Linked DNA regions of Mus musculus: all the other regions are linked to region 5. The links are chromatin contacts, called in public HiCAR-type and promoter capture Hi-C maps. All regions are on one chromosome and are shown on one strand. The core of a region is the stretch at or near the end of the contact, and the rest is flanking DNA. Distances in the headings are between cores, read along the strand shown.

Region 1 (4,466 bases), core at 1,239-3,738, 1.3 Mb after region 5:
TCTTAAGTGTACAGTGTCTTCAGCATCAAGGGCTTACCCTCAAGCTCTGAGAGGCAACCAAGAGCTACATCAATAATCTATACTGTTTTCAGAGTCACTTTGACTACCCTGACCAATCATTTGAAAGGAGTTTTCTCATGCATGGTACTGGGGTTTTGTTAAGCTATGGTTTTTGTGGAAGTATTATCAGCTCAAGTGGTTTAACTTCCTTTAAGATAAAATAAATATTATTATATATTATATATTGTATAAACACACATATATACATTATATATAAATATATTATATATAATATACATGTATACACACACACACAAACACACACACATACACGCACAATTTTAGGTGCGTATAAAATGATTCCTGGATGCTTTATCAAATAACCTTGGTGTTGTTCACAGCCAGAGTTTTAGTTGAGAAAATTGGGTTTGATGCATAAATTTGCATTTCTAAGATCCTCTGGTAGTCCAAGTATCACATTTTGAAAAGCACTAATGGAAAAAATGAGATTATTTGCAAATTTTATCTTCATTCTGTTTCTGTGTTTTTCATGCAACCGATGAGCTTGTATTACTTTACAGGTTGTGTTGTATCATAAACTCTCTTTCATCTGTACTCCATACTTTGCTGTTCCTCCTGGAGACAATCATTTAAGATTGAACTGGGGATGTAGCTCAGATGGTACAGTGCTTGTCTAACATGCAAAAGGTATTGTGTTGGATCCACTGCAGGGCATACATTTAAATTGGGTGTGGCGGCACAGGCTTCTAATCTTATTATTCCAGAGCTGCACAGAGAAGGATCAGGAAGTTCAAGGTCATCCTGCGATACAGAGATTCTGAGAACATCCCGGGCTAGAAGACATTCTGTTTCAAAATCATGAATTTCCTTTTTAAATCACTCTGCCTGTGCAAACCAGGATGATCTTGAATTTCTGATCCTCCAATCTCAGACTCTGTACTCAGGGGATGTACTACCATACCTGGCATTTATATTTCTCTTTATCCTGATCCAATTTTCCCAATGCTACCTATTAAACTGTTCAATCCCCATTGACTTGTGGTGCAGCTCTTAATTTCAGTTGACAAATTTGCTTCCAGCCAGTTTTGTACTGGGTTTCTATGAGAGTTCAAAGATGAACTGTCATTTCTCTGAGGAGTCCTCTCTCCTGTGGTGATGAAGCCACATTAAGAACTATAGTGTACAGGGACTGGAGAGATGGCTCAGCAGTTAGGAGAGCCTGTTGCTTTTGCCGGCGACCTGAGCTCAGCAGCAAGCTTTCACATGCAGATGGCTCACAACCATCAGCAACTCCAGATTCAGAGGATCCAAAGCATCCTTCTGCTCTCCACATGCATCAGGAAGGTATATGGTGCACATACATACACACACACATAACAGCAAACTCACAAACTAGAACAAATCTACAAAAAATTTAAGAAAAAAACCTACTACAGTGTAGTATTGTGATAAAGGATGCTGTGATTCTTACTCAACTGGGAGTCATAAAAACGCTGGTATTAGAAATTTCATAGAGCTACAATAGGTAAATAGAGCCTGTAAATACTATGGCTACTTTGGGGGTCCAGAAGAATCTGGGGTCTAGAGAGAAAGGTAGCAGCCAATCCTGTACTATAAGGGGAGGGAGAGCAAAAGGGCTTGTTTTCAGCAGGAATGAGTTGCAGATGAAGAACACACGTTCTGGGTGGTTGCCTTACCTAGCCCAACCCCCACCCTTAAGGTTTAGACTTGAGGAGAGGGAAAGGACTGGAAGTAAATGACCAGGAAGGAATTAAATTAATAGTTACGCTTTTTGGAGGGTTATCTCACTTCCCAGTCAAGTCAGAAGTTTCCTGAAATGGTTATTAAAGACACCCTTACCTACCCTCGCTTTAGAGATAGGTTTATTTTCTGCAGACACAGGAATCATACATGAGGGAGAAGAGGGTAAACCGGTGAGTGACAATTCCAAAGAGTTTCGGTTGCTGCTCCCGGCTGAGCCTTGCTATGCTTTAGAGTCCCGTGAGACTGGAAAGCTGCTGAAAACAGCGAACTCATTTCAGGTGGGATATACGCAGCCAAATAGACACGTGATTCCGGCGGCCATTTTCTCGCACCCGGTCTGTCGCCATCTTCCAGGAGGACAAACTATTGCCCCCTACCCTCATCTAATGCTGCCAGTGATTACTTTGGTAACAGACTAGAGAAGATACATCCTTAACCCTAGCCAGGAAGCCGCACAAAAGAGTTCGTCTTACAAATAGCTTTTGTGGCCACATGAGTATACACACACACACACACACACACACACACACACAAACAAGACACAGATACACACAACTGCCCCCCCTCCCATCGCCAGGCTCCCGCCCCCCTCTTCGCTATTTCTTTACCCGCCGGCAGCCAGGAGGCGGGGCCAGCGTGGGAGCGGGGGCGGGACTGTGCGGCGCAGCAATTATATCGAAACTCCGCCCTTGCGTCTTACGCAAATTAGGCGGAGCAAAGAGCTGGGCTGGGATCCGGAAGTCTGGGCGGAGCCTAGCTGCGCACTCCTGGACTGGCGACGTTGTGCTTCTAACAGCTCTCCGAGGTCCCTGCCGGAAGTGTAGGTAAGAGACTACTCTCTTTTTTTTCGTGGTGAGTGCTCACCAGGCCAGCAGTATAGTAAAGATTGTTTTTTTAAAGGTGAAACCAGAGATGCTCGCCATCCTGGACTAGAGAGGTGAAAAGCTGGCTCTCTTGTAAAGTAGAAGGGCCTGGAAGAGGGATACGGATAGCTCCACATGTGGCGATGCGCTGAACTGCATTCTGGCGGCCTCCTAGAGAGGCTCTAAAGATGCATCCTGGCTATGTAGAGAGGCACTGACCATGCGTATGAGACAAAATGTCGGTTGCCCTCCGCCTTTCAGGATATTTGGGCGTCATTTCGCATTACTGCCATTTCTCCCATGTAGACAGACGCCCCCATCCATGTGTGAGAAGGTCTATTACGTTTATACTTTCATTGCGTAATGGAGACAGGTGTGTCGACCCATCAAATGGTGGATGATATCATCCCTGCCCTATAAGAAAATAATTTCCAATACAAGGTTGAGCAGGCCGACTTCTGGCTTATTAAGGCATAGGTCTTTAACGGGGCTTGTCCATCTCCATACTGCGATAGGGGAGCTCAGAATTGTGTAATATCTAGAGGAAGAGAGCTCCTAACGTAGAGACCCACCCTTCTCATGTTTACCCTTGTAACCAGTCACCAGACACCATCAGCCCTCAAAATCATTGGAGACAGAGACTTATGGGCAACCACACAGATTTACCCCTCCCCCTTCATTATGGAAAATTAGACCCCCATAGCTACCCCATAAAGAATTGCTGTTTTTCTGACGGTAGTAAAGGCCCACCCAAACTGGCTTACAGTACCTGGGAACAGACTTTAGTCCACTGAGATAATGCTATGCCTCTCAAGTAGACCCTCAGGGTAGAGAAACTCAGGTTTATTTTCTTCCCTTTTGAGGTAGAGACAGAACCCCACCCTCCAAATGATTTATAATCACCAGATTGACCAAGAGAGGGGGCATCTGAGCAGTAGAGATGCAGACAACTCCCCCCTCCCATTTAGCCCAGAAAGCCAGTGATATCACTGATCATCCTACAATGCAGTGCATTCGAAATCTCTCCTCATCCATAGAATAGGAGCTCAGATTTTCTCTACTTTTAAAATTGTATTTATTTATGTATATGAATGCTCTATTTATTTACATGTGCACCTGTATGACAGAAGAGGACATCGGATTCCACGATAGATGGCTGTGAGCTACTATATAGTTGCTGGGAATTGAACTCAGGACCTCTGGAAGAACAGGCAGTGCTCTTAACTGCTCTTAACCACTGAGCCATCTCTCCAGCCTCTTAATTTTTGTTGTTGATTTTTTTTAAAATTTATTACGTATTTTCCTCAATTACATTTCCAATGCTATCCCAAAAGTCCCCCATACCCCCCCCACTTCTCTCCCCCCCCCACTCCCATTTTTTTGGCCCTGGCGTTCCCCTGTACTGGGGAATATAAAGTTTGTTTGTCCAATGTGCCTCTCTTTCCAGTGATGGCCGACCAGGCCATCTTTTGATACATATGTAGCTAGAGTCAAGAGCTCCGGGGTACTGGTTAGTTTATAATGTTGTTGAAGCTACAGGGTTGCAGATCTCTTTAGCTCCTTGGATACTTTCTCTAGCTCCTCCATTGGGGGCCCTGTGATCCATCCAGTAGCTGACTGTGAGCATCCACTTATGTGTTTGCTAGGCCCCGGTGTTGTTGATTTTTTTTTTTGAGACAGTTTTTTTTTTTTTTTTTGTGGGGTGTGTGTGTCCTGGAAATCTCTCTGTAGACTAGGCTGGCCTTGAACTCAGAGATCTGCCAGCCTTTGCCTCCTGAGTGCTGGGATTAAAAGTATGCATCACAACTGCCAGATATT
Region 2 (4,501 bases), core at 894-3,393, 1.5 Mb after region 5:
ATTCTGTTCCTCCAGAGACCACAAGTGAATCAACATGGAGTTCTAAATGTTAGAAATTGTTAACAGAGCACACAGAAAGCAGTTTCATGGGAAGAAGTTCCTAGGTGAGAGAACACATCTTCTGATAGTAAAGTGTGTTGTTTAACTGGTATATGGGCAACTAGATATAATTTTCAGAAGAAAAAGGTTGGCAAATAGAGATAGGTGTTTCTTGAAAATCCACTCACTGTCATGAATACCAATATGACACTGAGAACCACCAGGAAACTGGGGCACAGTGTAGACTCGAAAATACAATGGCTGAATGAGGCATACATGTTTCTCATTAAAGGAAATTCAGCAAAGTTGTCAGGAATTAAGTTCTTGTTATTTACTGCACTACTACCCTAAAGTATACAAGTGCCAATTTCTAGATTGATACCCTCTACTCGGACCTTTTTCTTGATTCTCAGACAGGCTTATCCAACTGCCAATTTGACATTTCTACCTGGATGTACCACCAGTGCCATAAAATCAATGTTCTTTTCCTTTTTAACTCCATTATTCCATGACTCACTGAAAGGGTCACTATCTGCACTATCTGTTAAAGAAAGATGCCAATATTTGACTATGTTCCTCCTTCCAATCCACCCCTCCACAATCCAATTACTCATCAAGTCCTAGCAGTCCACCCCGCCCCCACCAATCTCCTCACTATCTCCCCTGCTAACACTCTAGGCCAAACCACAAGCACTGCTTGTTTGGATGACTACCAAGGTCATAGCTATGCTCTCTAGTTCCAAGAAGACACTTAATCCCCATACAACACCTAAGATCTTCTAAAACACACACCTACAACATCTATGTGGTGACCAGCTGTAGGGTGCTTTCATAGACCCTCAGGACCCTCAGGTTTGAGAACTTTATTTTCTTGGTATTGGAAGTTTTCCATAAGTTGGATAGGATAGGAATTTGGGGCACCAGAATTGGAAGAAAATGAGAGACTATTCATTTGTGCTCAGCAGAGAGAGCCTAGGAGATAAGAAAGTAGAAGGGTGACATTACAAACTTGGGGGAAGTAACAGTTTATAGGAAATGAAACGAATATATAAACCCGCCTTGATGATGTGTGAAAATGTATGTGAATCAAATTGTCCATAAAGCCATAAGGATTGGCTATCTTTCATTTGTCCAGTATGGGCAAAGGTGACCTCAAGAAGCAGACTTCTGACTATTTGTGTATAAGAAAGATCTTGAATTTTATTTCTATAACTACCGTGAATTATAGTTTATAATAAGCTTTTTCTGGGTCTGCATTCACCTGCTCTATTGCTAATGATATTTTGTCTACTTCTCTTTGTCTTTACATTTTATCTTGTTCTCATGAAGACACCCAGTTGTTTATGTGAATTTATCAGGCAACAGAAGTGCCATTTCAAACTAGTGAAAAACGTTATTGAGGGTGAATCTGTCAATGCCATAATAAAAGTCATTACTTTGTACAGTTAACTTACGCTGAAAATGGTAGTTTTTTCAAATGAATTGAATCAGCAAAACATAATAAAACAACAAAACAGTCCAATATAGACACCAGGATGGTCCTTGTAGCATTGTTTGTAATAGTTCGAAAAGGGGGAAACAACCCAGAAAGTACACGAAGCTGAACTAAGTAAATAAATTATAGGACAGTTATACAAGAAAACATTATACATTTCTAAAAAAACATATGCTAAGGGAAAGAGGTTTGAATATATAACTTGAAAAAAAGCAGTTACAGAACAGTAGGTAACTAGTATAGCCGGTGTAGGGAGAAAGTGCACATAATCAGACTACAAATTAAAAAATTAATGGAGGAATGTCTATCAAAGTACTCAATGTCATGAGTATTTCTGAGGAAGGAGATTAAAGATAGCTTTTAATTTTCTGTTACATATTTCTGCATTTCTCTGGTTTTCACATGACAACACACTACTTTTGTAGTAAGAAAAATAACGATATAAAATAAATAATTTCAATGAATGAATCGTTTTCGTGGGGGCAGTTTGGGTTGGAAGGGCTTCAGACCGAACCTGGTACAGAGGCATAAACATGGGCTTTGGCGTCAGACAGCATTGAGCAGGGCCCCATTGCCCCACCCCCGAGGAAGGGGGCGGGGGGTAGGGGGCTGCGGAAAGGGGCTGGGCTGGGCTGGGCTGTCTGCAGCTCTAGTCCAGGAGGCTGAGACTTCGAGAGGGACTGAGAGGAGCAGGCACACGCATCCCAGACTCACTGGAGGACAAGGTGAGGGAACAACATTGGGCTTTCCTGGTGAGCAGACAGTGGTTCTAACTACCTGAAACCTATAGCTGGGCAGGTGGGCAATTCTTATTTGACCACTATAGCTGGAGCAGAAGTGCTGCATTTGATGCGGTGTGAGAATGAGAACGACCAAGAAAGTAGTAAGCTGTATATGAACTGGACAGCAGAGACTGGCAGAGGTGGAGGGGAGAAAAAGGGGAACTGTGCATGCTTGGAGGAGAAGGAAGAATATGGGGAAATAAGAAGGGGAAGGCGAGATCCAGGGACAAGAATAGGGGATGCAGAGAAGGGTTAAGGGACACTGGGGAGGGGGGTTGCATAGGTAACACAGAGAAGGATGTAAGGAATGGGAAGAGATTTCTGTAGAGTAAATAGGAAATGCGATGGGAAATAGGGAGTCCGGAGTTAGGCAAGGGAATAGGGAGGGGGGGAATAAGGAGTGTTGAGGGGGGAGGGGCAGACGGGCTGGGACGGAGGCCCCCTAGGGAGGCGGAAAGGGGCGGGACCACTTCCGGCCTTTAGTGGGGAGGGCAGTATCTGAGTTTCGGAGGGGCTTGGAGAGAGTGGACACACTCGGGAATTGTAGGAGGACGAGGTAAGTCATGGGCCCCAGCTTTGGATGAGAGCCTGCTAGGGGTCGGCCCCACCCTCTGGGATCTGGAGAAAACCTGCCTTAAGAGCCAAATCTTACCGAATCCATCCAGCTAGGAAGGGAGGGGACTGGACCCCGTTTGGCTGGGCCTAAGATGGAATCACTAGTTCAATCCTGAGTTGAGGAGGGGGTGTTACAGGGAAGGAGCCAAACCAATTTGGGTTTTACCGTTTGGAGGGGGGCGTGTTAGGATAAAGGGCGGGACCTGGAGGCTCTGTGAAATTGATAGGGTGGTTGTGAGTAGGGGAGGGGCTAGGACCACCAGACACTGCGACAATTTGGATGGAAGGTTTGTTGGGGAGGGGGCGGGGCTGAACAGCATTGCGGACCTGGAGAGGGGCGTGTATAGGAGTTGGGTGCTGGACTGAGACCGTGGACATTGCGCATGCGCTTTATGTATAGCTAGAAAGGGGCGTGTTGAGAAGGGCTCGCAGAGACTGGGCCAGCTGCTGAATGCGCATGTGCACGGTGGACTTCAAAGAACGGGTTTGTACTGGGAAAGCAGGCGGGGTTGAAAGGGCGCTGCAGAAGACGCGCATGCGCACTCTAAGCCTGCGGCTGGGGGGGGGTGCGCTGGGAAAAGGGGGCGGGGTCCTCAGAGCTGCCGCGCTGGCACATCTTCCTGGAGGAGGGGAGGGTGCGGCTGCAGAGAACTGAGACCTAGAGACAGAATTTCTGTATCTGAGCACCTACTGGTTGGGGCTCCGGGAGGGGCTGGGCTTTGGGGCCCTAAAGAAGGTGAGGATCAGCTTCTAGGCAGAACAAGGGATACGACGTTCAGCGGGCTCTCCACTTGACCCAGGCCTTCTCTTTGAACTCAGCTTTGCTAGGTGAACTTGAGACATGTCTGACACAAGCGAGAGTGGTGCAGATCCAGCTCGCTCTCAGGTAAGACCGATACCCCCCCCCCCCCTTTCTTGCTGCTTGCCTTTCAAGCCCCTTTTGCTGCCCTAAATCCTTGGAGCTTCTCCTCCCATCCTTGTCATTCTCCACCCACTTCTTTGCCTGGGTGCATCCCCTCTCCCCAGTGGAGGGGAGGCCAAGAGGAAGGGAGAGAGGGTGGGCGGGCCCTTGGTTCTGTCATTACTTTTTAACTGGGAAGCCTGTTTAGGCTGGGGTGGTCAGAGCACACCACAGGTAAGAGTCTTTACAGGTCAGAGAAGTGTAGCCACCTAATTTTGGGACCATTTGCCTTGTTGAGGGGTGGGAAGAAGGTCAGTGAACTTCCTTGCTTTCCCTTGCAGGGCAAAGCTTCAGAAAAGGACAGCGGCTCCGTGATGCAGGACCTGTTGACCGTGACCCAGAACTTGGAGGTCTCAGAAACACCAAAGGCAGAAAAGGCACCAGAGGTTTCAGAGGCTGCAAAGGCTCCAAAAGCCTCTGGGAACCCAAAGGCGACAGAGGTCTCAAAGGCCCCAGAGGCGTCTGAGGCAGCTGCCACCCAGGCCTCACCTACCACACAGCTGAGTGAGACCCAAGTTCTGGCAACTGAAAACAAGAGTCCAGCAGCTGACACCAAGACGCAGAAGTCTGACCTGCAGGCTATGACAATGCCTACAACCCCGACCAAAA
Region 3 (4,630 bases), core at 2,025-4,524, 1.7 Mb after region 5:
GGGGATGTCTGTGGAAACCTAGTGCAGTGGAAACTTCCTTGAATAAATGAAGATGACTCTAGTGAACACTCTTAGTAATGGGGGATATGGAGCCTGAACTGGTCATCACTTGTAGCCAGACAAGTCTTCCAGTAGCAGGACTAAGCAGAATTTAATTGAGGTGTTAGTCAAGGGAATCTCATGGAAATCCCCAAACAATCCAGGTTGTTGCCAAGACAAGGGGCTGCTCTCTGAATACTGACCATGGGGTCTCATTGCTGAGGACAACACCCTCACAGCTCATTAAACATGGAGAAGATGAGCTGAAGCCTACAAGGAGCTCTCACCCCCATGTTCTAGTGTCTTGGGTGTAGGAAGGTACTGTGCAGGCTACTGAAAGAAAACATGGACACCGATGCAGGAATAACACCTTTTACCAACAATCTGTCCTGCCTGCAAAATATGCAAGGGCAGTAGTGGCACAGAACATGTGGGATGAACCAGCCAATGTCTGATTTGATCCAAGGCCCACTCATGAGCCGTATCTGACATTTGGAACCTGTATCCGACAATTCTTGGGTGATCAAGAACCAGAAGCTAGCTAGCTCAGAGACCTAAGGTAAAACCGAACACTACTGGTCTTAAAAAAAAAAAAGCAGTAAAATGATTCCTAATGATATACTTATAGATCAGTGCCTTATCCAGTCTTCATCAGAGAAGCTTCCTCCTGCAGCAGATGGAAACAGATGAAGAGACCCCCAGCCAGACATTACATGGAGAGAATCAAGTTGGATGTTTCCATCTAATCCCTCCCCTTGGGGTTTAGGGAACCCTATAAAAGAGGAGGCAGGAAGAATGTGAGAGCTAGAGGGGACAGAGGATACCAGGAGAACAAGGCTCTCTGAATCAAATGAGCAGAGATCATATGAACTCACAGAAACAAGCAGCAAGCACAGGGCCCACATGGGGTTGCACCAGGACATTTGCATTTATATGATAGCTTTCAGCTTAGTATTTTTATGGGACTCTTAACTTTGAGGGCGAGTGGGTCTCTGATTCTTATGCCTCCAATTGGGAGTCTTTTTCTCCTGTTGGGTTGCTGTAGCCAACTTCAATATGATGGGTTTTGTTTCATCTTGTTATATTTTGTTTTGTTGTGTTTGGTTATTGTCTCTTAGAAGCCTGGTTTTTGTTTTGTTTTGTTTTTTTGTTTTTTAATGAGAGACAGAAAGGCATTGGATCTGGAGGGGAAGGAAGGTCAGGAAGAACATAGTAAAGGGAGGAGGAGAAACTATAATTAGGATATATTTTATGAGAAAAAGTTCATTTTCAATAAGAGAACAAAAAAGGAAAAAATAAAGAAATACACTACCTACAGGACAGTATATTTATAGGGTTTCCTTTGATTTTACTTTTAGTTTTCATTCAATCAATCATCCAAATATATTAAGGTAAACTGCTCCTTTTCACCCTTCACAACATTGCTTAGGTGCTGTCAATATTCTGTTCTTTTGCCATTCTTCATCATAAAATGTATAGTTGCAGGATAATTATATAATAAAGTTAGAGCTACTTGTCACAGATTTCATTACATCAAAGATTATTTGTATGCTGTGGTTAATTATTTTTGTATATATTAAGGTTCCCATTTAGTGACATACAGTTCTATGGGTTCTGACGAATATTCTCCTTAGGTTTGTTAAGACTTGTTTTGTGGTCTTACTCAGGATGTGTGCTGGAGAGTACTGCATGTAGATTTGAGAAGAATGTGTATGCTACAGCTGAAATGTTCTGTAGATGTCTGTTAAGTTCATCTGGCTTAATTCAAGTCCGACCTTTCTTTACTGATTTTCTGTCCAGACAATCCCTACACTGTTGGAAAATGGGTATCGAAGTCCTTTACTATTTGTTTGACTGTGCTCTATCCCCCATTCATTATTAACATTATTGCTCCATACATATAGGTGCTTCAGTGTTGGATTCATAGATACTTTTAATTTTTATATGGTCCTTGTGAATTGTCTCTTATTATATAATTCTTTTGTTGTTTGGTTTTCTTTTTTATTTTTAATTAGGTATTTTCCTCATTTACATTTCCAATGCTATCCCAAAAGTATCCCTTGGTTTTCTTGATACAGGACCTCACTATGTAGCCCTGGCCGGCCCCTGAACTCATAAGATCTGCCTGTTTCTGCCTCCCAAGTGCTGGGATTCAACGCCCAGTGTATAATGTCATTCTTTTTTATAATGTCTCATTTTAGCTTTGACTGCCTTTTTTTTCTGACATAATGGTCTCTACTCAGTTTGACATAATTGAATGAAAAAAAGTGAATGCTACAAATTGTTTCTTGCACTGGCGAGTAGTGTGCTACATCACAAGAGAAAGCCTAAGTCCTTGTTCAGAGCATCAGTAAAAGAAGAACATGAGAAAAAAAGATGTGTATGTATATTTGTATGTATATATATGCACATATACATATGATTTTTAATATATCATCTCATCGTAGAAGGCTGTACTTGAACTCAAGACCCTTCAACATCTCCCTCCCAAGTAGTGCTGGAATTATATCAGGGCTTTGTTAAATGCCCGCTCCCATAGTTTCCAAATAATTTTTTTTTTAATTTTAAGGAATCAGTGAAATTATTTTGAAATAAAATAGAAGCATGTAGGGATTTTTTTATTACATTTTTATTTGTAATAAATAAAGTGTGTGTACATGCACATATGTGTTTGTGTGCAATCAGAGCTGTGAAGACAACCTGTGGGAGTAGGTTTTCTACCTCCGCCATGTGGATCCAGGGAATAGGATTCATGTCCGCAGGCTTGGAGTGCTTTTACCGCTGAGCCATCTGACAGGCTCTAATTGATTTTTCTTACATCTACTGTTTAACTATATGTATTTAATTATTTATTACATATTGTTTAAATATATATTATATATATGAATTATTTGAGAGCATCACCTTAATGTTCAGCGCCTCTATCTTAATCTAGTCGTATTTTAGAGGCAGTAATGAATGTGACGTTCTCACAGTATATCACGCCATGTAATTAGTGTTGTCAGGACAGGCGTGGGAGCTCTGAGGTCATTTTCTTCAGGAGAAACTGAAAAATCAAATAGGAACAGGGACACGTATTGGGGAACAGAGAAATGAAATGGAGACTAGGTGTGAATGCTGAACAAGAGGTAGTAAACAGATGCGCCACACTGAGGAGACTGGGAAGCCGTTAGCGGGGAGGGGGTGGGGCGGGCTGGTAGGGACGGAGACCCCCCTCTGGAGGCGGAAAGAGGCAGGACCACTTCCGGCCAGGGGGGCGGGTTACAAGCTCAGACCTGAGGAGAGGCTTGGAGAGAGCAGACGTCCTCTCGGCTCACGAGGGCGAGGTGAGCTGAGGTGGCCAGCTTTAGGAAAGACCCCGTGGGGGCTTCAGAGCCGCGGCTTCGGGGTGACTGGCTTCACACAGCATTAAGGTTTGACAGGAACCTGGCTGGATTCGGGATCTAGCGGTTTCGATGTGGTGGGTTTAGAGGTGCCTGGACCCAATTCTCACTGCGTAAAGGCGGGGGCGGAATCTCCGGGCTACGGGAAAGTCTAGACTCAGTTTGGGGATGGAAAGAAGGGATGCAGACCTGGTTGGGATTTTGGAAAGGAAACATCTAGAACACGTTCTGGCTGTAGCAAAAAGGGAGGAGGGTCGAGTTCAGGAGGGAGGTAAGGGACCCGGATCAAGCTGAAGAAAGGGGGCTGGACCCCGTTATGGGCTACGAAAAGGATGAATCGAATCTGGACTAAGAAAGGAGCGACAGAATCCTCTTTAAACGGCCAGAGGACCAGGCTTGGAAGGGAGAAAGGACGGGCTAGGATCCGGGTAGCACTGCTTTGAAAGAGGGGATGACCTGGTAGGGTTAGGGAGCTGGGAATCATGAAGGGGTTATCCCTGTTGGATTTGAGGGTGGGGTATCAATGTTGCAGAAAGGGCGGGGCGGGGCCCTTGCAGACGTGGACCGGGGGGGGGGGGGGCGAGGGGGGATAGTGTTGGCGAAGGCGACTGCGGCGCGGGTGGGGGGGGAGGGGGCTTGAGGAGGGTGGGAGGTGCGGAGGACTGCGGAACCACAGCCTGAGTGAGTGGCTGATGGTTGGCGCGGGCTGGCGCGGCCGCACAGGAATGGGGGCGGGGGTGGGGTGGGATGGTGGTAGGAGGGGGTGGCGCGAAGAGGCCCTGTGGAGCCTGGGGTGGGGGGACGGGCTGAGAAATGATGTAGGAGGAGGAGGCGGTGGGATCGAGATGTTCTGTAGCTCTGAGAGCGGGGGACATATGTGGACATGAGATGGTTAGAATGGTCCTGTCCACCATAGCGCATGCGTATTGAGGGCCTTGAGGACCAGCTGCATTTGGAAAACCTGTTATCATGCGCGCGTGCGTGTGTGTGTGCACGCGCATATGTGTGTGTGTGTGTGTGGGTGGGTGGGTGGGTGTGGGTGCGCGCGTGTGTGCGTGTCTCTCGCTCTCGTTCTGTGCGCATGCGCACTGTCAGGTTGCGGTGTGGTAGAGGGTATTAAGGTGTAGGTCGTAGAATTAATTTGCCATCTTGGAAGCAAAAGATGCTGCAGCTCAGAGACCACATGTTCTGGGCTTCTAGATAGGCAA
Region 4 (4,236 bases), core at 716-3,215, 1.9 Mb after region 5:
CTGCCTGGCTTTGTAGTGCTGGGATTAAAGGTATACGCCACTATCTCCCGGTTAACAATAATCTCTTGAAGGTTTCTTTAGTATTTTACAACGTTGTAGACCTGCCTTAGAAACATTACTTTCAGGTGCATGATACTCTTAAGGAAAGCCAAGTTCACTTACTTCCTGACTTCCTTTGACTCTCATTTTACTGTTCTGTCTAGGGCACAAGTAGAGGAAAGGCTAGATATCATGGAGATGAGTGGATTTCATGCAGTTGTTGTGAAAACCACAACTCCCTTCTTCCAGGGAATAAGAGATACTTTCTTCGGGATCCATTTTGTGGGACCTTGGCCCAGGAATACAGAATTAGTTTACCCCAATGCCAAGTTCCATCATGGAAGGAGTTTTATAGTTTTATTTTTTACAAATAGTTTTATAGGACAAAGGAAGTCATGAATCAAGTCAAGTTTAAAATACATTGATGGGTAAACCAGAGAGGTATGAACAAGATGGAAGAGCTATTCTATAGGCCTAAGATGTTATCTGATGACAGTCTTAGCTCTGGGATTGGCAGAGCTAATGCTTTACTAAATTAATAGCTTCTAAGGGACTTTTATTTATTATCATAAGATATTAGTCCTAAGCAAATAGCTTCTAAGAGGTTTCTATTTATTATCACAGAATGTTAGCTTTAAGTTAATAGTGCCAATGAGCTTTTTATTTATTATTGCAAGATGTTAGTTCTAAAGTTACCACCTTCCAAAAGATTTTTTTCTATTATCACCAGGTGTTAGTGTTCAGATACTGAGTGGGGCCAGGAAGGCTAAACCTAGCTCAAGATAAAGCACTTAGCCTCTGAACCTGCACAATTCTAATCTCTCTATAATTCTGAAATTCCAGTGGGCCTATCATTTTCTGCAGACATAAACACAACCACACACAGCGTCTTTTCAGGGATTTTCATCGCAAAACTCTTTGTTTAAATAAAAGAAACTTTGGAGAGGAAAAAAAAGTGCAATGCACCAAGGAGTTGCTAGGCTGGACACAGGGATCTTTGCTGCCTGGATGCTCTATTTGGCTTCTCTTCAATATAGTTAAGAAAGGGGCCTGACCAGAGAACACAGAGACTTAATTCCAGGAAAACAACAAAGGCTGAAATAGCTGGAAGAAAAGTTCTCTAGAGCCCTGACCTCAAGGTTGGCTTCTTAATAAAATCCCATAAGAAAAACACCAGTAAACTACACATCCAAAGCATTCCTGATGCTAAAGTAACTGTCAGTAAGAATTGATTCCCATTCCCAAACTTGGTGCTGCACTGCCTATAATCTCAGCATTCTGGAGGTGGAGCCATGAGGATTAGTTCAAATCTGGCCTTGGTGAAATGCCAAGTTCCGGACCAGCTTCGACTACAGGACACTGTGGCTCAAACACAAGCAAACATACAAACAAAAAAGAAAGAAAGAGCTGGGCAGTGGTGGCGCATGCCTTTAATCCCAGCACTTGGGAGCTAGAGACAGGCGGATTTCTGAGTTCGAGGCCAGCCTGGTCTACAAAGTGAGTTCCAGGACAGCCAGGACTATACAGAGAAACCCTGTCTCGAAAAAACAAAAAACAAAAAAAGGAAAGCAATGTAGATCATTTGTGTTCAAAGTATACCTTCTTTTGGTAAAGGATGTGATCCCCCCCCCCGCCGGTGTTTTAGGGTACAGGTAAAATCATCCAAAAAGGTTTCATGATCAGAGAGGTAAGGGCTGAACGGGAGGCGATCTGGCTCAAGGCTCGAATGGCTAGAACATAAGGAGACCAGGGCTGTGTGGCTGCAAGTCACAAGCTCTGTTCTTTGGCCTAGAACAGGAGCTTTGGAAGTTACTTACCGGTAATGCTTAGGGAAGCTGGCAGCGACCTCACTCGTACCACTGCGCCAACGCGAAAATCAGCCAATCCTAGACCGCAGATTACAGCTTCCTTCCGGTGAGAAGGCGGGACTTCGGCTGATTTTCGCTAGGGTGAGGATGGGCGTTCGGGCTTTCATCGCGGATTCGGATCGCCGTACTCTCTTAGGCAAGTACGAGTGATTTTGGCGGTTTTCTCCATTCCGCTTACCTTCCGGAGTCTTCATTTCTACAACAGTTGACTGAAAAGCGGCAGGAAAATAATTTTGTTCCGTGAGGGTGAGTTTCAATTTCTGTGGCCGCTAGATGGCAATGTTAACCGCGGTATCGGAGTCCTGCCCACTCCACCCCGCCCTTTGTGCTTAAAAAAAAAGTAGTCTTTCTAAATTATGCTTCCTCAATCTGGTTCTCTTTTGCTTTTTTTTTTTTTTTTTGCTTGCCTGTGGATAAAGCCCTTTGCTCTTATAGTAGGCGGTTTAAATTCTGTTGGGCAGCTACTTGTGTTTTGGCTTTTCTAAAAGTCATTCTTTAACTTGTCTTTAGGATTAACATTAGAGGATCTTTATAAACATCCTCGTTCTTTTATTTAACCGTTTGCAGGGGTACTAATGAAAACAATTCTTATCCACATTGCAATCATCCAGACTCAATGCAGTTTACAATACTTGATTTAGGGATTATTTTTTTCTTCCCCATTCCCATGGGTATAATTTAAGCATACAGAAATGAGTATTTGTGTTATTGCTTTAACAATTTAAGAAAAGTGAAATCCCACTGAACCCCCCCTGACAGGTAATGATTAGAAAAAAGACCCTAGGAACTGGAGAGATGGCGAAGCAGTTAAGAGCTAGTACTGCTCCTACAGAGGACCCTTCCTAGGACACACCTTGGCTCTAGACAGTCAGATGCCTCTGGCCTACACCCACATGCACAGACACGTGCATGATTACAAGGTGATAAAAATGAATCTTAAAATGAGAAAAAGACTTGAACTTTTTTTCCAAATGTGACGACATCATCTAATAACTGATTTTCCTCCTTATGCCAATGTCAGGTATCATAAAGGATGATGCCTAAGGAGAGGATCATACTTGCTTTTTCCTCCTTGCTCACCATTATACTTTCTGCTCAGCATCAGAACTGCTATGTGTTCTCAACATTGGTGGTATTTGTTGAACAAATGACCAAGTGCCTGATTTCTTCAGGGTACAATTCTTTATCCATACAACATTACTGGGTCAGATCAGGCCTGGTGGTACAGGCCTGTAATCTAGCTACTGGGAAGATGGGTGGGAAGGGTTGCAGTTCAAGGCCTGCCTGTGCTGTTGAAGGCTGAGTGAGTTGAAGGCCAGCTGGGACTGTTTAATGAAACTCTGTCCATTGACTTTCTTTTGAAAGATGTTTATCTGTATCTATCTTACTGCTTTCTCGAGGGGAGAGTATAACTAAGTATTGACATTCTGATGCATGCACTAAAACTGAAGACTTACTTTTCTCATTTTGAAAATAATAAAAAGAAAAGAAGAGAAAAGAAAAAAAATCAGGAGATCTGGAGATATTGTTTCATTTTAGGCCAAACTTCTACTAGATGAAGGAAAGCATTTTACAAAGCAAGTGTGTGATTAGACAGTGATGGACTAGGGATGTTGGCAAATTTTTGGTAGTCTGGTTGCTCATCTTGATACCCGTGGTTATTGTCTCAGTACCTGTGTACTACCATTTTTGTAAAGGAGAGTGGAAGAAGAACCTGCTTTAGGGGGTGGTGGCCCACATAGGCCAACAGCTTGTGTCCTAGTAATGGCGGGGGGGTGGATGCTTGCTTACTTTTTACTTTTTTTTTTTTTTTTTTTTTTTTTTTTTTTGAGCAGGTTTCCATTATCCCAGAGTAGTTTTGAAGTGGCAATTTAGTCTAGCTAAGGATGACCAGAGTTTCTGGTTCCATATCCCTCAAGTGCTGGGATTACAGGTGTAATGTCAGGGGAATATAAAGAAGGAAAGCATATCAGTGTACATTTTTAAAGATAATTTCTCTATAAAGTGAAAAAAATTTTTATTGTACAGACTTACTGTTTCAACATCGCCATTTATTCACAATGCAATTTTAGAAGTAGATTTGTTAGGTCCAAAGGCCAAACAGTTCATTCACTCTTGAAAGAGTATTCTTTCTATGAGGATTCTTGTTTACCATGCCTTTCCTATGATTTAAAATATCAAATTATTATAAATATTAGAAGCTAATATTTAATATAAACAACACTTATTGCCATATATAATTACATTAAATATTAATTTAATAAATTGCTTTAATGTTAAAGTATTAAATAATATTTATGCTTATATGTAACTAATAAAATTTGACTTA
Region 5 (4,193 bases), core at 1,281-3,780:
TCCTTATAAACTCCTGTCCTAAACTCCACCTCTACCCCAAGATAGGCCCTGAACTGAGGTAGTCTTGACCCAAAAGCAATGAAGGGGGCACTCTAGGCAGAAGAGATATTGATGACCCTGGTTGTGGAGTGGCCCTGGAAAAGCAAGCCAGAGGAGCTGAGAGGCTGGGAATGTGTGTTTGGGGTGGGGCTATTCTCTCAGTGATGATGATAGAAATGCCTTTCTGAGGGCTGGGGTGCAAAGACCAAGGTGGGAGGGCAAATAGGGTAAACTCGGGAGGGTTTTCCTCCGTTTCCTTTTTCTAACTGCCTGGATTCATCATTGGATTTTGTAAATGGAAAAAGTGAAATGAACAATGTTATATTGGATGTTCTCTCTCTCTCTCTCTCTCTCTCTCTCTCTCTCTCTCTGTGTGTGTGTGTGTGTGTGTGTGTGTGTGTGTGTGTGTGTGTCCATGTCTCCTATCTGTGTATGATCACATGAGGAGGTATGATTGAATGAGATAGTGTGTGTCTGTGTGACTTTGTGTGGGTAAGAACCTCTGAGGAAAACTTGCCTGGTACACATATGTGAGCAAATACATATATGTGAAGAAATAGAGTATACACACACACACATACACACAATGGAGAGGAGACAAAACTTAGTATGTGCCTGCAGCAGGAAATAGAGTGCTTAGGAGATGGAACCTGAAATTTTTCATGTATGTATGTGTCAAGAGAGTCAACTCCCATCTCATAAAGTTGTCTTCCTTTGGCCCAGCTTCTGAGCACCAGGTAAGGAGAGAATACTTTAGAACCCCATCTCTTCCCAATGTCTGGAGATTCAATCCTCACCCCAAATTTCAAACAAGGTATTTCTTATATTAGACCACCATGGAAATAGGAACTGGGAATAGGGGAGGGATCAAACATGAAGGCAATGGGGTTAAGAAATGGCCCCCTGCAATGTAATGGCTTTTAGAGGAACTGCTCAGCCTAAACTGCAAGTCCTTCTTACGGTTCCACTGTATACAGCTGGGACTTGGTTTAGCTTTGACTAAATTCAGAAGGAAAGATAACATAACGAAAAAGCCCAAGTCTGGGGATCTACCCAGCTGGCCTACTCCCTAAGCACTCAATTAATTTACTATTTATTTACTTATTTCTTCAGGTGCACAGAATTGAGCTGACCCTATTACTCAGTTCTTGGCACACTCTATCATTGGTCCATGCAAGGTCCTTTTATTATTTTGCTTTGTCCCCTTCATCACCCATTCCTGATCCCATCCTTCCAACCCCACATAGGCACCGCTCTTCAGTACTTAATGTGTGTCCTTCCAAACCACCGTTCATGTGTTTATTTACTTATGTGTATCTGTGGAAAATATATGGTATTGATGTGTTTTAATTTACATAAACAGTATTGTACTATAAATCTTGCTCTGTTTCTTTTTTCACTTAACATTCTGTTTTTGCGAAATCCAGCCATGTTGCTATACATAGATCAAATTTATTCTAGTAGTCCATCTAAAACACATATCACATCCATTTTCCTGTTGATGGATTCTGAGGTTCCTTCCTCTGCTACCACAGCAAGGCTGCAATGGGCAATTATCTCCTCTCCTTAGGAATGTCTAATGTAGAAGAAACAAGCTCAGAGAGGGGCAGTGATTTGGCTAAAGTCACAGTGGAAGTCACCTGCTATGTGGATTCTAGAACCAGAGCCAAAACTCCACCATCGTGCCTCATCAAAGACCAGCCATTTCTGATCACAAACAAAATAAAATATAATATTAGGGTACAATTAATAGCCGCATTCATTTAGGAAAAGCTGGGGTAGAAATTATGTGTAGACAAAGAGAATTTTAAAGTTCTAGAAAAATCTAGCACATTAGTTGAATCACCTTTTTTTTTTTTTAATGACGCAGAGGAAGTTACTCTTTGCATCTGTGGAGCCATTTTGCAGAAATAGAAAAAGCCATGTCAAAACCTGACCACCAAAGCAAAAAGACCTCAGATATTTAAACTACTAGCAGTTCAAAGCAGCCTGCGACTGAGGGGCTACAGCGCTCACCCCACAGGCATAAACTGGTGGGGGAAGGGACAGATTTTAAAAGTGCGTAGTTGTTGGGGGAGTGGGGCGGGGAGAATGATAGCGAGGCTCTCTGATTTCATTTGAGCACATCTCGTTCCCTGGTGCTTGCGCACTCCCAGCCACCCTCCCCGGGCCTAGTCTTGTGGTCTTCAGAATCACTGGTACTTTTCCCATTGGCTAAAACATTGCAAGACTGAGGGTGAGGGGGCTCCTACCCTAGCTTTCCTCATAGCCAATCGCCCCGCAGTTTTCCTCTCATCACTGAGGGGCAGTCAGCCTGATGATTGGTGGGCGCGAAGGGAGCCAATTAGAAAATGATGATGTGTAGTGTTGGCAAGCGGATTGCGTGAGAGAAGGCAGGGGCTGAGGGAACGCTACCGCCAGCTCCGAGGCCTGCAGCCAATGGCGGGCAGAGCAGACGCCATGCCAGGGAGTGGGCGGGGCCTGGGCGATAGGCGCTGTGGGAGTGGGGCAGGCGCTGTGGGAGGGGACGTCAGAGCGAGGTGGTGAGCAGAGCTGGTCGCGTGAGGTGTGGCGGCTCCGCTTCAAGTGTGACTGGTGGCTACGGCCTTGTCTGAGAGCCGCAGAGCCAGTGTTGTGAGTGCGGTCACCATGGACCGCCCGGACGAGGGGCCTCCGGCCAAGACCCCCCGCCTGAGCAGCTCGGAACCCCGTCAGCGCGACCTGCCGCCCCCGCCACCCCCACCGCTCCAGCGACTGCCCCTGCCTCCACCCCAGCAGCGTCCGAGACCCCAGGAAGAAACCGAGGCTGCACAGGTGCTGGCTGACATGAGGGGGGTGGGCCCCACGCTGCCCCCACCACTGCCCTATGTCATTCTTGAGGAAGGGGGGATCCGCGCGTATTTCACCCTGAGTGCTGAGAGTCCCGGATGGGATCACGCAATGGAGTCAGGGTTCGGGGAGGCCCCTTCCACAGGGATCATGGAAACGCTCCCATCTTCAGAAATCTCTGGGGGAAGCCTGGCAATTGACTTTCAGGTTGCAGAGCCCAGCAGCCTCGGAGAGAAGGCCCTAGAAACCTGTAGCTTAGGAGGGTGGGGGCCCCAGATGTTAGTTGGTCCGAAGAGGAAGGAGGAGGCTATCATAATAGTGGAAGATGAGGATGAGGATGACAAGGAGAGTGTGAGGAGGCGGCAGCGTCGGAGGAGGAGGAGAAGGAAGCAGAGGAAGGCGAAGGAGAGCCGAGAGAGGAGTGCCCAGAGGATGGAGAGCATACTGCAGGCCCTGGAGAGCATTCAAATGGACCTGGAGGCGGTGAACATCAAGGCAGGCAAGGCCTTCTTGCGTCTCAAGCGCAAATTCATCCAGATGCGAAGGCCCTTTTTGGAGCGCAGAGACCTCATCATCCAGCATATCCCAGGCTTCTGGGTCAAAGCAGTATCCTTCTCATCAGTATGCATGGGCCAGAAGCCCATGACTGAAGGGGAGATGTGTGGAAGAGAGAGAAGAGGTGTGGGGGAGGGTCAGAGATGAGGATGATGAATCCCCATTAGAAGATTCTAGAAGGCGTGGAAGAGGGATGGCAAGAGGGCAAAATCGCATCTAAAACTAGACTGCAGAAGGGAAAAAGAGTAGCATTGCAACATTTAAAAAGAAAATGGATCCCAGACAATAAAAGAGGGAGGGGTAACGGAAAAGGCACACAGCCCATAAACGGAGCAACAGATAGAGAAAGGAGGAGAGGAGGGGGGAGTACAGGTGATGAACTGACTAAGGAGGGAGGGCGCATAAGCTCTTCGGGAAGCGTGCTCAAACCACACAAGGCTCCATAAACCTGGGTCTCTGCTTAGATACCTAGAAATCCCAAATCTGTCTACCATCCTCTCCATTAGAGGGGAGAGAGTAGAAATGGGATGGAACCCTGAAGAATCAGGAGAAAGACCACTTGGTTGTGAGGCTCAAGTGGTTAAATGAAGGGAAAGGTACAACAGGAAGAATCCAATCCACTATTGGTGACTGTTGAGCTCATTCCCAGGGAAACACGTATGCAACATTTGAAATGCACACATTTTAGTAGAATTTATATAGATATAAACACTTGGCCCATGATTAAAAAGTGTCACATGATCATAGGCTCTCGGGAGTCAGGCACAGGG
Region 6 (4,079 bases), core at 563-3,062, 1.2 Mb after region 5:
TTTCTAAATGCTTACAGAGCTTAATGTGTTCTCTAAACGCTTGTAGTTAAATCTCATTAACTTTGCTTATCATATATCATAATGATCCTAACAATCAGATAACACTGGATGATCATATCACAATGCTGGCTTATCCTGAACCTCTTTCCTGCAGTGTAATCAAAGGCCTGGCTTTACCTGAAGGAGGACAGAACTCCTCAGACTGCTGAGGGCAGTGGTGGGCTGTATCTCCCCCATGGGCTCTTTCTAAATATTTACAGCTCAAACATTTTTGTTGCAAGCTAAAAATGTGTCCCCTAAGTACTTCAGCTACAACACTCAAGGTTCATTTCATAGTGTTTTCCAATTTCCCTTTGTTTTTGTCCTTTGACCTATTTCCATAAAATAGAGTCCATAAGGTTACACAAATTTATGGATTTCACATGTTTCTTTCTCTTACTAATTTCTAATTTTGCTTTGCAGTCTTTCTTTTTTTTTTTTTTTTCTTTTGTGGTCTTGGGATGAAACTCCAGGACCCCAGTATGCTGGCAAGGTAGATAGAAACATTATCAGCCCTTAGTCCTTAAAACATACTAAACGCTGTTGTGTGGAATACTACATGGTGTGTCTTGGAGAATGTTCTTGTGAACTTCAGAAAAATCTATATTCTGTGCTAAGTGTGGTGGTGTGTGATTAGTCCTAGAATTTAGGAGAGTGTGGTAAGAGTCCAATACCAGACATGGCTACACAGTGGAAACTGAAGTTCCTAGAGAAAAGAACAGGTACATCTGTATGGACCGTTCTATAGGACCAAATGACGGAGCTTTGTGGTTGGGGTGAGTAAAAATGTTACAGAGGAGAGACAAATGACCTTGAGCTACTTTTAATCCCATTGAAAACAATTCCTTGTCTTCCCTTGAATCTGAACGAGAAATCTCGTGGTTATCACAACTTTTCAAATACATACTTAACAGCGAGCATCTATGAATCCAAAAGCTAAGAATGTCATCAGACAGTATCTGAAACCTAAGCAGAAATTTCCTCATCCCACTACCTGTAGTCTCTATCAATAGATTTAGTAAATGCTTTGACTTAGGACTTTCTTTGTTCTGTAACTACTAAAATGTCATTTGACCACTTCCACAAAAGAAAATATCTTTCTGGACAACCTGAATCCTGGACATGGTCACTCATATTTGACTCAAGAATGAATTGTTGGAGCTGGAGAGATGGATCAGCGGTTAAGAGCACTGACTGCTCTTCCTAGAGGTCCTGAGCTGAGTTCAAGTCCCAGAAACCACATGGTGGCTCAAAACCATCTGCAATTGGATCCGATGCCCTCTTCTGAGGTGTCTCTGAAGACAGTGACAGTGTACTCACATATATAAAATAATTATTTTTAAAAAATTAAAATTACATTTATTTATTGTGTGTGGGAGTGCCTGCGCCTGTGAATGCCGTGTAACACATGTGGAGGTGAGAGGAAATTGCAGAAATCGGTTCTCTAGTTCCATCCTGTAGGGCTCAGGGACTGAACTCAGTTCTTCAGGCTTGGAGGCAATTGCCTTTATCTGCTGAGCCTCGCAAATGTAGGTTTTCTCGCCCTCGCTATTCTTTTCTCCTTTCCTCTTTATTTCAGCTATGCTTCCTAAGTACTCTGCTCCAGGTTCTCCTTTAATTATTAGGATTTACTGTGGTAAGTGGTAGCATCTACCACTGATGGCGTTTCCCACTGTTCTGGTCTTGCTGCCAGCCAGATTGGCAGAAAACTAAACCACGTTCTGAGAATCGGCTTTTGGCTCCTTTTGCCTGGTGAGGTCGCCCTAGCGATTGGGCTGCCTGGGAGCCACGTGATCTAAACGGATGATGGCGGGCGCCGCTGAAGATGTGCGTGTGCTCTTCGGAGCTGCAGTCCGAGCTGCGCTGGAGGCTTGGCCTGCTTTACAGGTAAGTGAGGTCCTGGCGGGGGGTCACGATTAAGGCTGTGACAAAATAGAAGTTGACCAGGCGAGGCGCCAGAGCCATGGCTGGGCGGTGTAAGCGGCAGACTCCCAGGCCCCGGCAGGCCACGCCGTTCTGGTTTCCATGCTGTCATGGTTGGCTTGGGCCTGTGTTCACAGATCGCTGTGGAGAATGGCTTCGGGGGCGTGCACAGCCAGGAGAAGGCCGAGTGGCTAGGGGGTGCAGTGGAGGATTACTTCATCGCCAATGGTGAGTGAATGTGAGGTGTTGCTGTCTGTCGCAGTGTGGCGTGGCAGAGCCTCGACGTAGAGAGCCCGCGTTTGATGAATGAATCGTGACTTTGAGATCAGAATTGTGTCTTTAGAGTGCCTTAGAGGCAATGACACTCAAATGCTATTATGCTGGAGAACGCATTTTGCCTTCCAGAGAGTCATTTTCCTACTTTCTAAAATGGTTATGGAAAGATCCGACGAAAAGAACTATTCGAGTCATATCTTGTAACTTAAAATTGCTGGATGAGGGGTGGGGGACAGCTCCGTGGACAAAGGCCAACAAGCATAACAGTCCGAATTTCATAGCTGGGACAACATGGAAGGAGAGAACTGGTACACGCTTAAGGTGTCCTCTGATTCTCCCTACACAAGTAAATATAATTTTAAAATTGTTGGGTGAGGAGTGTAGCCCAGTGGTAGAGCACTTTCCTAGTCTGCTCGTGTCCCTGGGCTCCAACCCTGGTGCCACCAAAACTAAAAGCAGTACCTCTGATAAATAAAAGGCAGCCAGGCCCTGTGGTGCAGGCATGTACTCTCATATTCCTGATGCAAAAGGACCTCAAGTTCAGATTCACCACAACCTTGTCTCATAATAAAAATAATATAAAGACTTGGAGATATAGCTCAATGGAAGTGCTTGCTTACTACACACATGTGAGGCTCTACACTACTCATACTACCACAAATGAATAAATGAATGAAAGAAGCAAATATTATAGTGTTATTAAATTCATATCCAAGGTCTAGCATATGGGCCATGTTTGTGATTCTAGCACCAGGGAGACGGAGACAGGGGAATTGCTCTAAGTTTCAAGCTCCATATCCCCAAGTTGTCCTTATGATAAAAGAAGGGGCTGGAGAAATGTTCAGCTGTTAAAAGTGCGTCCTGCTCTTCCTAACCTGAGTTGGGTTCTCAGCTCACAACCACCTGTAACTCCAGCGCCAGAGGATCCAAAATGTTCCTCATCTGTACACATGTGCATGCACATACATGTAATTAACAAATAAGTAACACAGGGCTGAAAGGATGGCTCAGCAGTTAAGAGCATTTGTTCTTGCATTGGACCTCGGTTCCGTTCCCAGCACCTACATGGTATCTCATAGTTATCTATGACTCCAGTTCCAGGGGTTCTGATATCATCTTTCTGTCCTTATCTGGGCACCAGGTACACACAGTGCACACACAGGCAATCAAAACAACATGCACATGAAATAAATACAACAAAAATCCTCTTCCAAAATATTTTAGTATGTCATAAGAATTAAGCATTTTTCACTTTTAGTATTAAATTTCACAATCTGGAGTTTATTTATTTATTTAGGTTTTTCAAGACAGAGTTTCTCTGTGTAGCCCTGGCTGCCCTGGAACTCACTCTGTAGACCAGGCTGGCCTTGAACTCAGAAATCCACCTGCCTCTGCCTCCAGAGTGCTGGGATTAAAGGCGTGCGCCACCACGCCCGGCACAATCTGGAATTTTAAAAGTCTTAGTACGTCTCATTTGTGACCAGCCACATTCTAAGTGCTTGTGCTCGATAAGCACATGCTGCTGCTTCTACACAAAAGTTCTACACTTCCATTTTGTCTTGGTGGGGTATAAAAGAACAAGAGGACTTAGAGTATTGCATGCTGTTTTTTTTTAACTCTTCATTAACATCCTAGGTTTTTTTAAAGATTATTTTATTTATATGAGTACACTGTAGCTGTCTTCAGACACACCAGAAGAGGACATCAGATCCCTTTACAGATGGTTGTGAGCCGCCATGGGGTTGCTGGGATTTGAACTCAGGACCTTTGGAAGAGCAGTTGGTGCTCTTAACCACTGAGCCATCTCTCCAGCCCCCAATATCCTAGTTTTGAGGATGGTA

The links. Promoter capture Hi-C pulls out the DNA fragments that hold promoters and counts their contacts. HiCAR-type assays count read pairs that join an accessible place to other places. Capture Hi-C pulls out chosen DNA fragments and counts their contacts.
Region 1: a contact with region 5 is called in a promoter capture Hi-C map of liver, with 2.3 times the contacts expected there. The contact joins the promoter of Gnl3l here to the promoter of Tspyl2 in region 5. A contact is called at or near these places in 1 of 39 promoter capture datasets (liver), 1 of 484 Hi-C or Micro-C datasets (CD4 T cells), 1 of 115 datasets of contacts at active chromatin or transcription factors (astrocytes) and 2 of 9 other capture datasets (adipose tissue and liver).
Region 2: a contact with region 5 is called in a promoter capture Hi-C map of liver, with 5 times the contacts expected there. The contact joins the promoter of Maged2 here to the promoter of Tspyl2 in region 5. A contact is called at or near these places in 1 of 39 promoter capture datasets (liver) and 1 of 484 Hi-C or Micro-C datasets (embryonic stem cells).
Region 3: a HiCAR-type map of astrocytes shows a contact between it and region 5, with 3 times the contacts expected there. The contact joins the promoter of Tro here to the promoter of Tspyl2 in region 5. A contact is called at or near these places in 4 of 39 promoter capture datasets (cranial neural crest, hippocampal neurons and liver) and 1 of 115 datasets of contacts at active chromatin or transcription factors (astrocytes).
Region 4: a promoter capture Hi-C map of liver shows a contact between it and region 5, with 4 times the contacts expected there. The contact joins the promoter of Tmem29 here to the promoter of Tspyl2 in region 5. A contact is called at or near these places in 4 of 39 promoter capture datasets (embryonic stem cells, frontonasal cranial neural crest and liver) and 1 of 115 datasets of contacts at active chromatin or transcription factors (astrocytes).
Region 6: a promoter capture Hi-C map of embryonic stem cells shows a contact between it and region 5, with 6 times the contacts expected there. The contact joins the promoter of Tsr2 here to the promoter of Tspyl2 in region 5. A contact is called at or near these places in 3 of 39 promoter capture datasets (embryonic stem cells, hematopoietic stem and progenitor cells and liver) and 1 of 9 other capture datasets (liver).

The regions. Positions count from the first base shown.
Region 1 is chrX:151,015,344-151,019,809 of GRCm38.p6, reverse strand. Gnl3l (guanine nucleotide binding protein-like 3 (nucleolar)-like) reads left to right here and starts at 2,488. Exons shown (of 16, transcript NM_198110.2): 1 at 2,488-2,609.
Region 2 is chrX:150,811,987-150,816,487 of GRCm38.p6, reverse strand. It overlaps Maged2 (melanoma antigen, family D, 2), which reads left to right and starts at 2,143. Exons shown (of 13, transcript NM_030700.3): 1 at 2,143-2,259; 2 at 3,751-3,817; 3 at 4,174-4,501. The coding sequence starts at 3,773.
Region 3 is chrX:150,656,080-150,660,709 of GRCm38.p6, reverse strand. Tro (trophinin) reads left to right here and starts at 3,274. Exons shown (of 13, transcript NM_001002272.3): 1 at 3,274-3,365.
Region 4 is chrX:150,456,879-150,461,114 of GRCm38.p6, reverse strand. It overlaps Tmem29 (transmembrane protein 29), which reads left to right and starts at 1,965. Exons shown (of 3, transcript NM_001359039.1): 1 at 1,965-2,043. It also overlaps a transcript of Apex2 not described here.
Region 5 is chrX:152,340,821-152,345,013 of GRCm38.p6, reverse strand. It overlaps Tspyl2 (TSPY-like 2), which reads left to right and starts at 2,530. Exons shown (of 7, transcript NM_029836.4): 1 at 2,530-3,474. The coding sequence starts at 2,689. It overlaps Gpr173 (G-protein coupled receptor 173), which reads left to right. Exons shown (of 4, transcript NM_001359449.1): 4 at 1-1,416.
Region 6 is chrX:151,094,276-151,098,354 of GRCm38.p6, reverse strand. Tsr2 (TSR2 20S rRNA accumulation) reads left to right here and starts at 1,812. Exons shown (of 5, transcript NM_001164578.1): 1 at 1,812-1,926; 2 at 2,100-2,190. The coding sequence starts at 1,843.